Linked DNA regions of Drosophila melanogaster: region 2 is linked to region 1. A link is a contact called in public Hi-C data. All regions are on one chromosome and are shown on one strand. The core of a region is the stretch at or near the end of the contact, and the rest is flanking DNA. Distances in the headings are between cores, read along the strand shown. Region 1 holds the start of cv-d (crossveinless d). Region 2 holds the start of CG14882.

Region 1 (6,567 bases), core at 1,591-4,090:
AATTTGCGCCACGAGGACTGGTGGTTCCACCTAAAAACGTAAGTAATGCAAACGGCTGTAAAACGGATAATCTATAGTACCGCCTTTACTACTCGCAGGAACAAGGATCAAATTGAGATGGGCTTGTTTGTCACCCGGTTCCTGTGCTCCCTGCTCATCTTCGTTTTGGGTCTGAAAGCTCCTGGCATCATGGCCCCGTACAATCCACATCAGCGGCTGGACAATGATACCGCCAACGAATCGCAGGGAAACGTGCAGACAGGATCTGCTTTCAGGAACGGATGGCGCAAGCTGCGCACCGTCTTTCCGTACCTCTGGCCTAAAAAGAATATTGCTCTGCAGATAGCCGTCATCGTTTGCATTATACTGCTGCTTGCCGGTCGAGTCATAAAGCTGTTTTTGCCGATTTATCGCAAGAAGTTGGGTAGGTCAAGAATTATGAACGTAATTCGTTAAGTAATTCATTGCTAATCTCCTGTTTCGACAGTTGACAGTCTTACCATTGCACCGATCGTCTTTCGCTGGGACTTTGTGCTGATCTATGTGGCATTGTCCTTCCTCCAGGGTGGCGGCACTGGTAGCATGGGATTATTTAATAACCTTCGCACCTTCCTCTGGATACGGGTTCAACAGTACACGACCCGGGAGATCGAGATTGAGCTGTTCCGGCATCTGCACCAGCTTTCGCTTAGATGGCACTTGCAACGCAAAACGGGAGAGGTGTTGCGTGTCATGGATCGCGGCACGGACTCGATCAACAACCTCCTCAACTATATTGTCTTCTCGATCGCACCAACCATTCTCGATCTACTCGTTGCCGTGGCATACTTTGTTTACGCCTTCAATTGGTGGTTTGGCCTAATCGTCTTCCTCACCATGTTCCTGTATATAGGTAAGTGATAAAAATTATTCGATTAATTCCATTCGTATTTCAAAATATCCTTCCGTTTTACAGCCTCTACCATTGCAATCACTGAATGGAGAACCAAGTACCAGAGGAGAATGAACCTGGCGGACAATGAGCAGCGAGCTCGCAGCGTGGACTCCCTTCTCAATTTCGAAACAGTCAAGTACTACGGAGCGGAGCACTACGAGGTGGATTGCTACAGGGAGGCCATTCTCAAGTACCAAAAGGAAGAGTTCCTCTCAATGCTGACACTCAACATGCTGAACACAGCCCAGAATATTATTTTGTGCTTGGGCCTACTGGCCGGATCGCTGCTCTGTGTATACTTGGTAGTTCACCATCAAACCCTCACCGTGGGCGATTTTGTGCTCTTCTCCACCTATCTGATGGAATTGTACATGCCACTGAATTGGTTCGGCACCTATTACCGAGCCATACAGAAGAACTTCGTGGACATGGAGAACATGTTCGATCTGCTGAAAGAGGAGGAAGAGATTGTGGATGCCCCAGGCTGTTCGCCCCTTCTAACTGCCGGCGGTGGCATTGAGTTCTCAAACGTGACCTTTGGCTATTCACCGGAGAAGATAGTGCTGCGCAATGTGAGCTTCACAGTTCCGGCCGGTAAGACGGTAGCGATTGTTGGACCCTCTGGAGCCGGTAAGAGCACCATCATGCGGCTGCTTTTCCGCTTTTACGATGTGCAGACTGGTGCTATCCTGATTGACGGACAAAACATCAAGCTTGTGCAGCAGCAGAGTCTGCGAAAGGCCATTGGAGTGGTGCCCCAGGATACGGTTCTCTTTAACAACACCATCTTCTACAACATTGAATATGCCAAGTTGGGCGCTTCGGACGAAGCTGTCTATGAGGCTGCTCGCGCCGCCGACATTCACGAAAGGATTCTCGGCTTTCCGGAGAAATATGAGACAAAGGTGGGCGAACGAGGTCTGCGGCTCAGTGGAGGTGAAAAGCAACGCGTAGCCATCGCCAGAACGCTTCTTAAGGCGCCCATTATTGTGCTCCTGGATGAAGCCACCTCAGCTTTGGACACCCACACAGAACGCAATATTCAGGCTGCTTTGGCCAGGGTGTGCGCAAATCGTACCACCATCATTGTTGCCCATCGTCTTTCCACCATCATCCATGCGGACGAGATTCTGGTCCTGCAGCAGGGAAGCATAGCGGAGCGTGGGCGACACGAAGAGCTTGTGCTGCGCGAAGATGGCATCTACGCGGACATGTGGCAACAGCAACTCAAGAATCTAGATGCAGAACAGAGTGGTGGTTCTGATAACGGAGACGCTAGTGCAGAATCGGGATCGGAGAAACGCAGGGCAGGAGGAGCAGGAGGACCAAGTGGTACTGGAACGGGTGGTGCCCACTTCAGGGCAGGACATGCTCATGGGGGAGCACGCTAGCCTTAAGTGACATACAGAGTAGTTTCTGATATTCCTGATTCCATGTGATTTGTGGTGTATTGTTATACGTATGAGAGCAGCTCGTCAAAGTCTTAGTTCGTCTATAAGTAACCTTATATGCTACTCTTATACTAATAAATAACGTAGATTTTTATAGACAATCCGCGAGATTTAATATAATTTAAATGTGTCTGGTACCAAATAAATAGCGCAATATTGTGTATTTCTAGTCCTTATTAAATTATTAAGTCTTGAAGGGATACGAAATTGTCCTTGGGAATATTGTAAGATAATGTTATGCAAGATATCTTAAAATCCTCTAAACAGAATGTATCAGATTTGAGAATCCGTTTTCTGGTCCGTAAGACGTTGTTCCAGTGGACGCGGCAAAAATCTATTTATAGGACATTTCCCAAGAGATCGTAAGAGAGCCCAGCTGCCAAGCTGCTCTTCGCAGCATGATTCTTATCAACGAAACCTCCAGCAAGGCCAACCATCCGGCTGTTATGTCCGCTCAGTTTGAGCTTGGATCGCGAACAGAGCGGACGTGTCGAGCTGTGATCCGGGAATTAGACGCGTTGGCGATAAAGGAGGAAAAGCGTCGGCTTCTTTGAAAAATCTGATAATATACAGTCGCGTTGATATATATATTATATATAATATATATACATATATTCACTGATACTACATTGAGAAATCTGTGCGCGAAGTGAAAAGCGTCGGAAGATCTGTGGAAAAGCGAGTGCCACGACCTCGGAAGGAAGTAGCTAGTAGCAAGTAGCAGGCCATGAGGCTACTCAAGTGTTCCGTGTTTGTGTGTACGTGAGAGTAACCTAGTTGATAATCCCAACTGTATCAGAAACTAATAAAAGAATATGACGTAATTATTCATTGACGAGGCGCGCATCAAAAAGAAACCTAGAAGCAACATTGATTAAAGCGTTTTGCGATCATTCAAATATGTTTATATATATTATATATACACATGCACATTTAGTATATATCTATATATATATATATATAAGAAATTCAATTGATAATTGAAGAGTTTATTGCCCGTCCGCGCGAATGCGACATAGATGGCGGGAGGGATGGATGAACACGAGCGGATGGGAGGAGCATCCATCGAATTGAAGTTCAATTTCCCATTTATCTATTTATCCGGCAGATCTGTTCCTGATCTTCGATGCCGGCCATGCCTTCAGCATCATTGGCCTCAACAAACAGATGCTCTACGAGTACGAGGGCAATGTCCTGGTGGGTGCAAAGCCCCAGGACGAGGGCCACCAGGCGCCACCCACCACCGGATGGATTGTGCGGGGCAAGCTGACGCTCCAGCGGCAAAGCGAGCTGGTCTTGGCTGCGGCGGTAAGTTGTCTAGGATCAGTTCCAGTTTCGGAGATGTTTCAGTTGATCTCCGGCAAGCGTTTCTCAATATTATTTTTGTTTATACAAATCGATCCATACTAGTATTTACTCATACTTCTTGTATGTAGAAGAATGTGTATATCAATTGGAAATCGGTGAAAAATCAAATCAATTTATTGATTTCATTATCAATTTATACGATCCAATCGGCGCATTCTATAGCCCCCATTCCCATATTCCACTTCCCATTCCCCATCACCATCTGCAGCGCGACTTCTTGTCAGCCTCCGCAGACGAAGAAGAATTCGCAGATGAATTAAAGACAATTTAACCATTCACTGAGCGGTAGCGACTCTGGAAAAGATCGGAGCGGATTCGCCACAATAAACTGAACTCGGTTGTGAACTTCTTTCATTGAGCCCCCACAGATAATGCCATTCCCTTTTGTTAATCAGCTCTGATTGTTTTGACTGAGAGTGACTCTCTAGGAGTAGAGAGTCCCTCGCTTATCAGTGATCAGGCATCTGGACCTGCGCCTGGGCATGGTATGGTGCATGTACGCCATATGAGAGCGCCGATCTGACTAATTTCTGCTGGCCAGATAAACGGCGTCTCGGCGCGTCTTATCAGCCGGTTCAGTTGGGCTCGACCCTGGTCGATAGAAGATTACAGCATTATTGCAGGGCTTTCCCGGCTAATCGTCTGCTCTGCTCTGCTCTCTCTCTCTCTCGCTCGCTCTCTACCCGACAGCTGGTCATAGACGATGTAACGCTGAACAACTCCGGCGAGAAGTTCCTGCAGAACAAGGAGATGTACCCGCCCTACAAGCCCTTCAAGATCGCTCTCACCAAGGATGGCGCCATCTCACATGTGGTCTTCAAGGAAGGCGATCCCATATGGAGCATGAACTTCAAGCGGGCCATCGCATCGGTGCTGCAGTTCCAGATGAAGTCCAGCGGGGCCTTCGTCGTGGATGAGGTAAGTTATACCATCCGATATACATAATTCCTAATTTAAACTTTATTATTTTTACTGGTAGCTGGGTATTCACGGCACTTGCCGCACGGAGTACTTTGTGTCCAACAGGACAAACTACATCTCCATCCGCAAAACGCCGGAGGTCAAGACCTGCAAGCCGTACTCGGAGGCGGTTCACACTACACGCAGCAACGTGCCGCCCAATACGTGCGAATTCGATCACCAGAAGAGTGTGATCATTGGCAATGAGGCCATCTACGGGATGTCACCGCACAACGAAACGGGTTACTATCTGAGCATGGCCCATGCCAAGGGCACAACCCTGATCCACACGTTCGAATCCACGGGAGAAGCACAATTCATTAACTCGGAGTTGCTGCTCAATTTCCTTAACGAGACGCCCATCGACAATCCCATCGATATTGAAACCTCAATGGCAGCAGAGCCATCCAACCTGGAGCTGCAGCGGCTGGATCCCAACGATCCCACTGGAGGTCGTAGCCCTCAGCAGCAGGAGACGCTGATTGCCCAGGCGGGGACGCTCTTAGACAGTCTGGCCGAAGCACTAGAGACAACGGAATTCAAGTTCTCGGAGCCCTACGACTCCACTCTCTCCGACGTGATCAAGCTTCTCAGCGAGATGGACTTTGATTCGCTCACTAAACTCTATCGGGAGGTGGACATTGGCACCTCCTATCGCCAGGAGACCATTCGCAACATCTTTCATGAAATCATTCCCCGCATTGGAACTAAAGCATCCGTTTTTCTGACCCACCACCTGGTGCTCAACAAATTGACTAAGCCGCAAATCGCTGTGCAACTGCTCATACCCATGCCATTCCACATCTTCGAGCTCTCGGCGGAGTTGGTGCAAAAGTGCGAGGACTTCCTCAATATCGGACCCGATCGCCCGGATGTGCGGCAGGCCGCTATCCTTAGCTTTGCCACGCTCATCCATAATGTCTATGTGGCCAAGGGCATCGATAAGGAAAAGTTTGAGGAGTATGTCCAGAAGTACTTTAATGCCTATCTAAGTAAGTGTTCCAAATAACCATGAGTTCCATATAAACTAATATCATTCATCGCAGGCGATCGCGACTTCGACCAGAAGATGTTGTATCTGCAGGGTCTAAACAACTTGCAATTGGGGAACGTGGCCAACTATCTGGAGCCCATTGTTCAGGACCCCAACGAGCACGAGGATCTGAAGTTCCAGGCCGCCTGGACGACCCTGGCACTGGCCGATCGTCGAGCGGAGCGCATATACGAGGTCTACTGGCCAATCTTTGAGTCCCGAAATGCCAGCCTAGAACTTCGTGTGGCAGCGGTTACGCTGCTATTGATTTCCAACCCCACGGCCGCCCGTCTCATCAGCATCCATCGCATCATTCAGAGCGAGACGGACCCTCACATGATTAACTACTACCGGACGACGGTGACGAGCATCTCGGAGACAACATATCCCTGCTATCAGCACCTGTAAGTCATCTAACTCAGCCTAATTCACAGCCATCCACAGATGTCGTATATCCTTCATTTAGACGCCGTCTGTTGTCCTACATGCATCGTCATCTGCCCCAGAAGCCCGAGTCACGCTACTGGGTCACCGGTAACTACATCTTTGACTATCGCGACTCCAAGTTCGGCATCGGTGCAATGCTTCAGGTATTCCTCGTGGGCGATCCAAAGTCGGACATGCCAGTGGTGGCCTTCTTCAAATTCGACACCGAAGCTCTAGGCAAATTCACAGGACAACTGGCGGTAAGTACAACCTCTCGGTGTTTCAAGAATCAAATAAGCCATCTCTACTTCTTCCAGCTATACATCAAGGCACGTGGGCTGCCAGATACCATCCTGAACAAGATGCAATCGCGAAATGGCAGCGATCCTTTTACC
Region 2 (6,567 bases), core at 2,412-4,911, 590 kb before region 1:
GTGATTTAAGCGATTTTATCAAATCAGCATTATGCGACTCTTTATAAAATTCGTCGTAGTCAGTAAGTGCAAACGAACCCTAACAGAGAACATGCAATACTTGTTGTACATTACCAAAAAACAAAAAAAAAAAATCAAAACAAAACGAAGGCGATAGATATAGCAAGTCGAAATGAGTGTAACAAGTGCCATTAGGACTAGAGCTAGCAGCAGCAAGCGACACACAGCAAGATTATCTCCACAATTTATGCATTTCCCATAGAATACAGATATCGATGCAACAGATAACTAATTAGAGCCAGCTAGACAGAGCTTGTATGTATATTAGCTGATATTCGCAGTGTGGACGGGATTGAGGGATAAATGTTCGATATTCCATTTTAATTAGTACAAACGTAAGACTAACCAAACGCCACAAAAGAACAGATTAAAGTAGATTCCCTTGTTCCTTCCTTGGAGATATTTGCCATACGCACAAAGAAAATTGTAATTCTATACAAGCCCCTATCACAATAGAGATGTTATTTAACGCCGTAATGTGTGTGTCAAAGCTAAAGTGAAATATTGAAATATTGTCCCTAGAAAGACTATATAGATCATATAGAAGTGGTATACGTACACTAAACCTACTCCCAACGGGAATCATAAGCAATGCCAATTGCCGAAGAGAATATATTGAAGAAGGTTTAAACTACCTATTTTTCCATTATCCTCTCAGTTCGATATTTTATGCTATTTCCCACCACCACAAGTTCTATTCGAAAAGTATATCTGTGGGCTAGTCGCCAGACTACAGATATTTTACGAAAACACAACGAAGGCGAATGAAAAAAGGAGTGCATTCAAGGATCTTTCGCCAGCCGGTGTTAGCTTTTTTATCTGTTATATATACACTTACCGATAGGGATTATATTTTACTTGCAATTTTGATATTAATAGGGAAAATGGATTGCTGCTGCTGCAGATCGGTTCATAGTTAAATTTTATATACGAAATGAAATCCCAATATTTGGCCTACAATTATGCATTCATAATTTTTAAAGAGCTTAATTATTAATCGAAAATATACTTGATTTTCTTAGTTTAGCTTAAATGAGTATTAGGCAAGGCAACGAACGGATAGTATTTTGGGGCAGTAGAAACGGGGTTAGATTGCCTTTTTGGAAACCGAAACATACCCGACATTACATATTCGCAAACGCATTTAAGACGAACGCAAAATTTGCAATTAAAAACGTAAATGTAAAATGGAACTTAAGTCTTGAAACCAAACAAAGAACAACATAAAGTAGCATAATTTTTTATACGCAACTTTTATTGCAAATGTAAAGGGACGAATAGGAGAAAGAAGAAGCTGACATCAATTTTGATCGATTCGTAATTATATTAGTATACACTAAAAGAATTGGCTCTATTTCAATTAAACTTAAACGTAGATAAAATACAAAATGCATATTATTGTGCAAGGTCAAAACGACTTGCCAAAATAAACGTAAACAGTATAATAAATAAAAAGATCTAGATATTTAGAGAAGCGGAGAAACAATAACGATACATTAGCGCTTTACCAATCGGTTAAATTCAAAGAGCAAACCCTACTATACGTTTTATGTTTTATGTGTGCACGTTTAATTTGCTTGAAACCTAAGTCGTAATCTATATTCTACCATTATTTAGATATATTTTGCAATTTACCACTTAAGTCAATTTTATACACAGACCCAAATCCATTTAGTACACGTAGTCGTCCCCATCCACTTCGATCATTGAAGATGGCCCTCACAATTGTATGTATTTAGTTTACCTTGCACTGTAATTTTTATTTTGTGTTGTTAAATATATCGTTATTTACTTATTCGACCAAAGCTTTCTGTTTTATAATTATTTACATTGAGGCTGCAGTTAAAATAATAGCAATTGATTTACAAACATCTGAGTGCAAATACTTGCATACATTAGCTACTCAAATGAGCAGTGGAAGTGGTTCCTTTGCTACACTTATTTTCAATTATGAAAATAAACGACCTTAACCGTACGTAAAAACAACAAACACACTAAAAATTCAAATTTTCTGTAAGAGTTACAAACGACTAATATATTAAGGTATTTATTTATAGGGCTTAATTAATGAAGCTTTTATTTTGACTGCACCTAAGACTTGTCCATTACAGCCAAACATCCTCGCGGTATTTGTCCTGCTTCCTCAGTTTTTTTAACAGCTGCGAAGCTTCTTCTTCAGTGAGATGCATAGCCTTCTGCAAGCAACGACTTAAAACACCTGCAATGGACTGCGAAATCTTGGCGCCATCGGCACAAATGTACAACACAGTCTCTGACTTCATCAGGAACTCGACCAGATCCTCACAGTCCTCCTCCAACATATGTTGCACGTAGCTGGGGGATTCGCCTCGCGAGTAACACATCCGTAGGCGCTCGAGCAACGAAGATTCCTGCCACTCCATTAGTTTTTCACGCTTAAGAACTGCTTCTGGGGTCTTGGCACCAATGTAGAGCCAGGATTGCCCGCTTGGCTGTTGCGGCTGCTGTTTTATAAGCTCTTCCTTGTGGGCTAAGAATCCAAGAAAAGGCGCCAGACCTGTGCCAACAGCAATAAGTATTTGGTTTCTGCCCACATCCCGCTCTGTGTAACGGAATAGGTTGCTCATTCGTGGGTAGATAACTACTTTTTTGGAATGCTCCGGACTGCTTTGCTGTGCAGCCGCCTCCAACATGCTGGTTGTGACTCCAGGTTTGAGGCTGAGCAGCGAGTAGATAACGCGAAGTTCGCGATTACTAGCCTCCAAGGGACTGTTGGCAATGGAGTACGGTCGCGGCAGCAGCCGTGGCAAGTGCTCTGCCAGGAATGCCAGTGGTGGCCTGCAGTTGACGCACACTTCAAGAATGTCTATGAAAAGCAGGCCTTGCTCTAATATCAGCGATTGGTAGTACTCGGTGGCCTGTTTAGAGGACAGACAGGACAGGAAACAACGCTCTTTGTCATCGCTTGTAAATCCGGCCAGGGCGCTGAGGAGCTGCTTCTGCGGAACAAAATTAAGGGAGAGGCAGTGGGTAAGGATCTCCCGGGGAGTAGTAGTTGCTGGAATGTGGGCGGGTAGCTTAGCATTCTTATTGGCGCAGTTGAACACCAACTTTAAGTGGCAAGTGGTGTCGGCCTGGTCTAACAGTTCCAGCCGATGGAGCAGACTTTCCACTTGTTCGAGTTTATTAGCAGGCAAAATTCCAATGGTATCCCCGGGCTGGTAATCGAACGTGGACTCCAGAGTCAGCTCCACCACGCGTTTTGTCTCTGTAGCCTTATCAGCAGACACGAGCACCTTGCTCTCCTTTATCTCCACTGAACTTGGCTGGAAATCAGGGCGGGCGAATGGGAACTTTAAAATATCGCAGCATTTAAGTTGGCCGCATGTTTCGGTGGGTCTCTACAAAGATAGGCTTGAAAAGGCTATTCTCACGGTAGCTCCTAACTCACCTGCTCTTCGTCCGTGAAACACAACTCCAGATTACCGACCAGCGGCTTGGCGGGGATGTATTCACTCAATTTATAAGCTCCTAAGTCCATTTTTCCCGTATTTACCAATTCGCATGGGCAGCAGTCAAATCGTTAACAAGCGGTAGTGTTGGAAAGAGTTTATTTACAGCTTCCCTTATCAAGGGAAGCTGTAAAAGATTAAATGTTTATTTTAAATTGGTCTTCATCTTTGCCAAATACAACATTAAGGATTATCCTTAAATTATTTGTTTTAAAAATTATCTGTACCTAACATTTCTTAGCTTGGGAAGGTACCTAATCAGAAACCTACCTTTGTCAACACTGTACGACATCGGTGTTATCGATATGCACAGTTATCGTTAGCATGAGGAGCTTTATTTGTTGCTGAACAACAAACCGAAATCTCCAGTAAATTCGGTAAGGATCAATTTTAAAAAGAATGGCAGGCAACGCCAACAGTGACGACGAATTCCATGATGCGATCGGGGAGGAGATAACCGAAAAAGAGGCCACCAGCACGCGGCAGAGCGAAAAGGACGTGGATGAGATCGTGGAGAAGCAAAACCAGCTGGCGTTGGATGACGAAGCGGAACAGGGCGCGGCTGGTGGAGATTCCATCGCGACACCAACGACAGTGGACTCTGAGCTAACCATTGAGGAGTTGCGCGAACGGGAGAAGGATCTCAGCCCAGAGCAGCTGACAGCTAACAAAGAAAAGGCCGATAAGCTGAAAGTTGAGGGCAACGAGTTGTTCAAAAATGACGACGCCGAAGGCGCCGCCAAGACCTACACAGAAGCCTTAGACATTTGCCCCTCGGCCAGCTCCAAGGAGCGAGCAGTTCTCTACGGAAACAGGGCTGCTGCCAAGATTAAGCTGGAGGCCAACAAAGCGGCCATCGACGACTGCACAAAGGCTATAGAACTGTGGCCGGAGTATGTGAGGGTGCTTTTAAGGTCTTTATTTTAATATCTCCCTTAAAATTTCTAAAGTCTAATTACATCTTACAGGCGCGCCAAGCTCTATGAGCAAGAAGACAAGCCCGACGAGGCTCTGGAGGACTACAAAAAAGTTACTGAGATCGATCCCGGTCAGCAGGAGGCTCGCGAGGCTCAGATTCGGCTGCCGCCAATTATAAACGAGCGCAACGAGAAGCTCAAAAACGAGATGATGTCCAGCTTAAAGGACCTGGGCAACATGATACTCAAACCGTTCGGACTGTCTACACAGAATTTCCAAATGCAACAGGATCCCAACACGGGCTCGTATTCCATCAACTTTAAATAAAAACCTAGCTAGCTAATGCTCTGCAGATCAACAAATAAAGCCGTATTCGTGGATGATGTGTAAAATAATAGTCAAACTGTAGCAAAACGTATCAAATTCAGTTCTCGTACATTTTCACCTCTGTAGAATATGCAAATGTGAACCCATTTTCATAACAAACGGTACCAAAAAAATCCATTAATTATATTTAATGTAAAATGCATGGTGTGATATGCTATTAATATATGAGGTTTGTTCCAAATTTTACTGTCTGGTTTTACAAAATTCAAACGGTTCTTTTGAGAGGTTTTTAAAAGTCGTGAACCAGTCGCAGTTCTCATGCAATCACAACAAAATAGCCACTTGTCATCTCTGTTACTTCGATACCGATAACCATAAATATGGGCGGAAGCAACAGCTGACTGTGACACTTGTGTTCCCCGTGAAGAAGAAGAGCAATTTGTTGGAAAAAATCGCCATTCGCAAATTACAATATTAGATTCGTGCAATCGCAGGCATTAGGTGCCCCCTTATTGTGGGCCAACCCAGTGGCGTGACCGTGAGCAGTAGTGCATGCAAAGATCCAAGAGAACAGCGCTCCCGCACTCCTCCTTACCCTGATATGAGAGCAGTCAGGCGGATCGTGGCCAGTTGATTCCATCCTAGTTGCCAACATGTTCCGGAGTCGCAGCTGGTTTGGCGGACCCTGGGGTGGGCGGCCCAAAAACCGCTTGTCGCTGGAGCACCTTAAGTACCTGTACAGCATTCTGGAGAAGAACACCACCGTGTCGGAAAGTAATCGTGGCCTGCTGGTGGAGTCGCTGCGCTGCATCGCAGAGATCCTGATTTGGGGCGACCAGCATGACTCGCTGGTGTTTGAGTGAGTATTAAGCATCTCAATGTAATAAACCTTAATCTAATTATTTGCAACAGCTTCTTCTTGGAGAAGAATATGCTATCGTATTTCCTGCACATAATGCGACAAAAGAGTGGAGGCTCGAGTTTCGTCTGCGTGCAGCTCCTTCAGACTCTCAACATCCTCTTTGAGAACATACGCAACGAGACGTCCCTGTGTAAGTACAATTTTCAACAGTTTCTATAATACAGTAGACGTAATCATTCCTATGACGTTGCAGATTATCTGTTGAGCAACAACCATGTAAATTCTATCATGGTGCACAAGTTTGACTTCTCCGACGAGGATGTGATGGGCTATTATATACTTTTTTTAAAGACGCTAAGTCTAAAGTTAAACACTCACACAATACACTTCTTTTACAATGAGGTTTGCATTGCCTAAAACACATATTTACATCCATTTAATGTGACATATTCCTTACAGCACACAAATGACTTTCCCTTGTATACAGAGGCTATTAAGTTCTTTAATCATCCCGAGTCAATGGTGAGAATTGCAGTGCGCACCATTTCCTTAAATGTCTACAAGGTTCAAAATCCAAGCATGTTGCGTTTTATTCGAGACAAGTACGACCTTTGCCTTCAGTCCCATGAGCTCCATTAAACTATTTTTTTCTCCCTAGAACGGCTGCTCCATATTTCAGTAATCTGGTCTGGTTTATCGGCAAACACATTCTTGAACTAGACACTTGTGTTCGCACAGATATAGAGTAAGAGTTATTGTAATATAGTCCCTCGTTTTATAGTATTGATTTCTTAATTCATCCGCAGCCATCAATCGAATCAAAAGCTGTCCAATTTGGTTGCCGAGCATCTGGATCATTTGCATTATTTGAGTGACATTCTTCTACTGGAAATCAAGGATCTGAACGCG

The links. A called contact is a pair of places that touch in the nucleus more often than the background predicts.
Region 2: a Hi-C map of the Kc167 cell line shows a contact between it and region 1, with 2.2 times the contacts expected there. A contact is called at or near these places in 4 of 107 Hi-C or Micro-C datasets (the Kc167 cell line and the S2 cell line).

The regions. Positions count from the first base shown.
Region 1 is chr3R:15,849,854-15,856,420 of dm6, reverse strand. It overlaps cv-d (crossveinless d), which reads left to right and starts at 2,840. Exons shown (of 15, transcript NM_169676.2): 1 at 2,840-3,143; 2 at 3,494-3,693; 3 at 4,444-4,671; 4 at 4,733-5,705; 5 at 5,760-6,150; 6 at 6,213-6,432; 7 at 6,490-6,567. The coding sequence starts at 3,113. Hmt-1 (Heavy metal tolerance factor 1) reads left to right here. Exons shown (of 6, transcript NM_142246.3): 3 at 1-38; 4 at 99-424; 5 at 488-892; 6 at 956-2,553. The coding sequence ends at 2,325.
Region 2 is chr3R:16,440,301-16,446,867 of dm6, reverse strand. It overlaps CG14882, which reads right to left and starts at 3,661. Exons shown (of 2, transcript NM_001275708.1): 1 at 3,491-3,661; 2 at 1,858-3,440. The coding sequence starts at 3,580. The coding sequence ends at 2,166. Ttc1 (Tetratricopeptide repeat domain 1) reads left to right here and starts at 3,861. Exons shown (of 2, transcript NM_001275707.1): 1 at 3,861-4,465; 2 at 4,520-5,025. The coding sequence starts at 3,951. The coding sequence ends at 4,796. ema (endosomal maturation defective) reads left to right here and starts at 5,207. Exons shown (of 11, transcript NM_142285.2): 1 at 5,207-5,655; 2 at 5,709-5,848; 3 at 5,912-6,060; 4 at 6,118-6,260; 5 at 6,317-6,403; 6 at 6,465-6,567. The coding sequence starts at 5,450. It overlaps Pak3 (Pak3,), which reads left to right. Exons shown (of 2, transcript NM_169719.3): 2 at 1-1,861.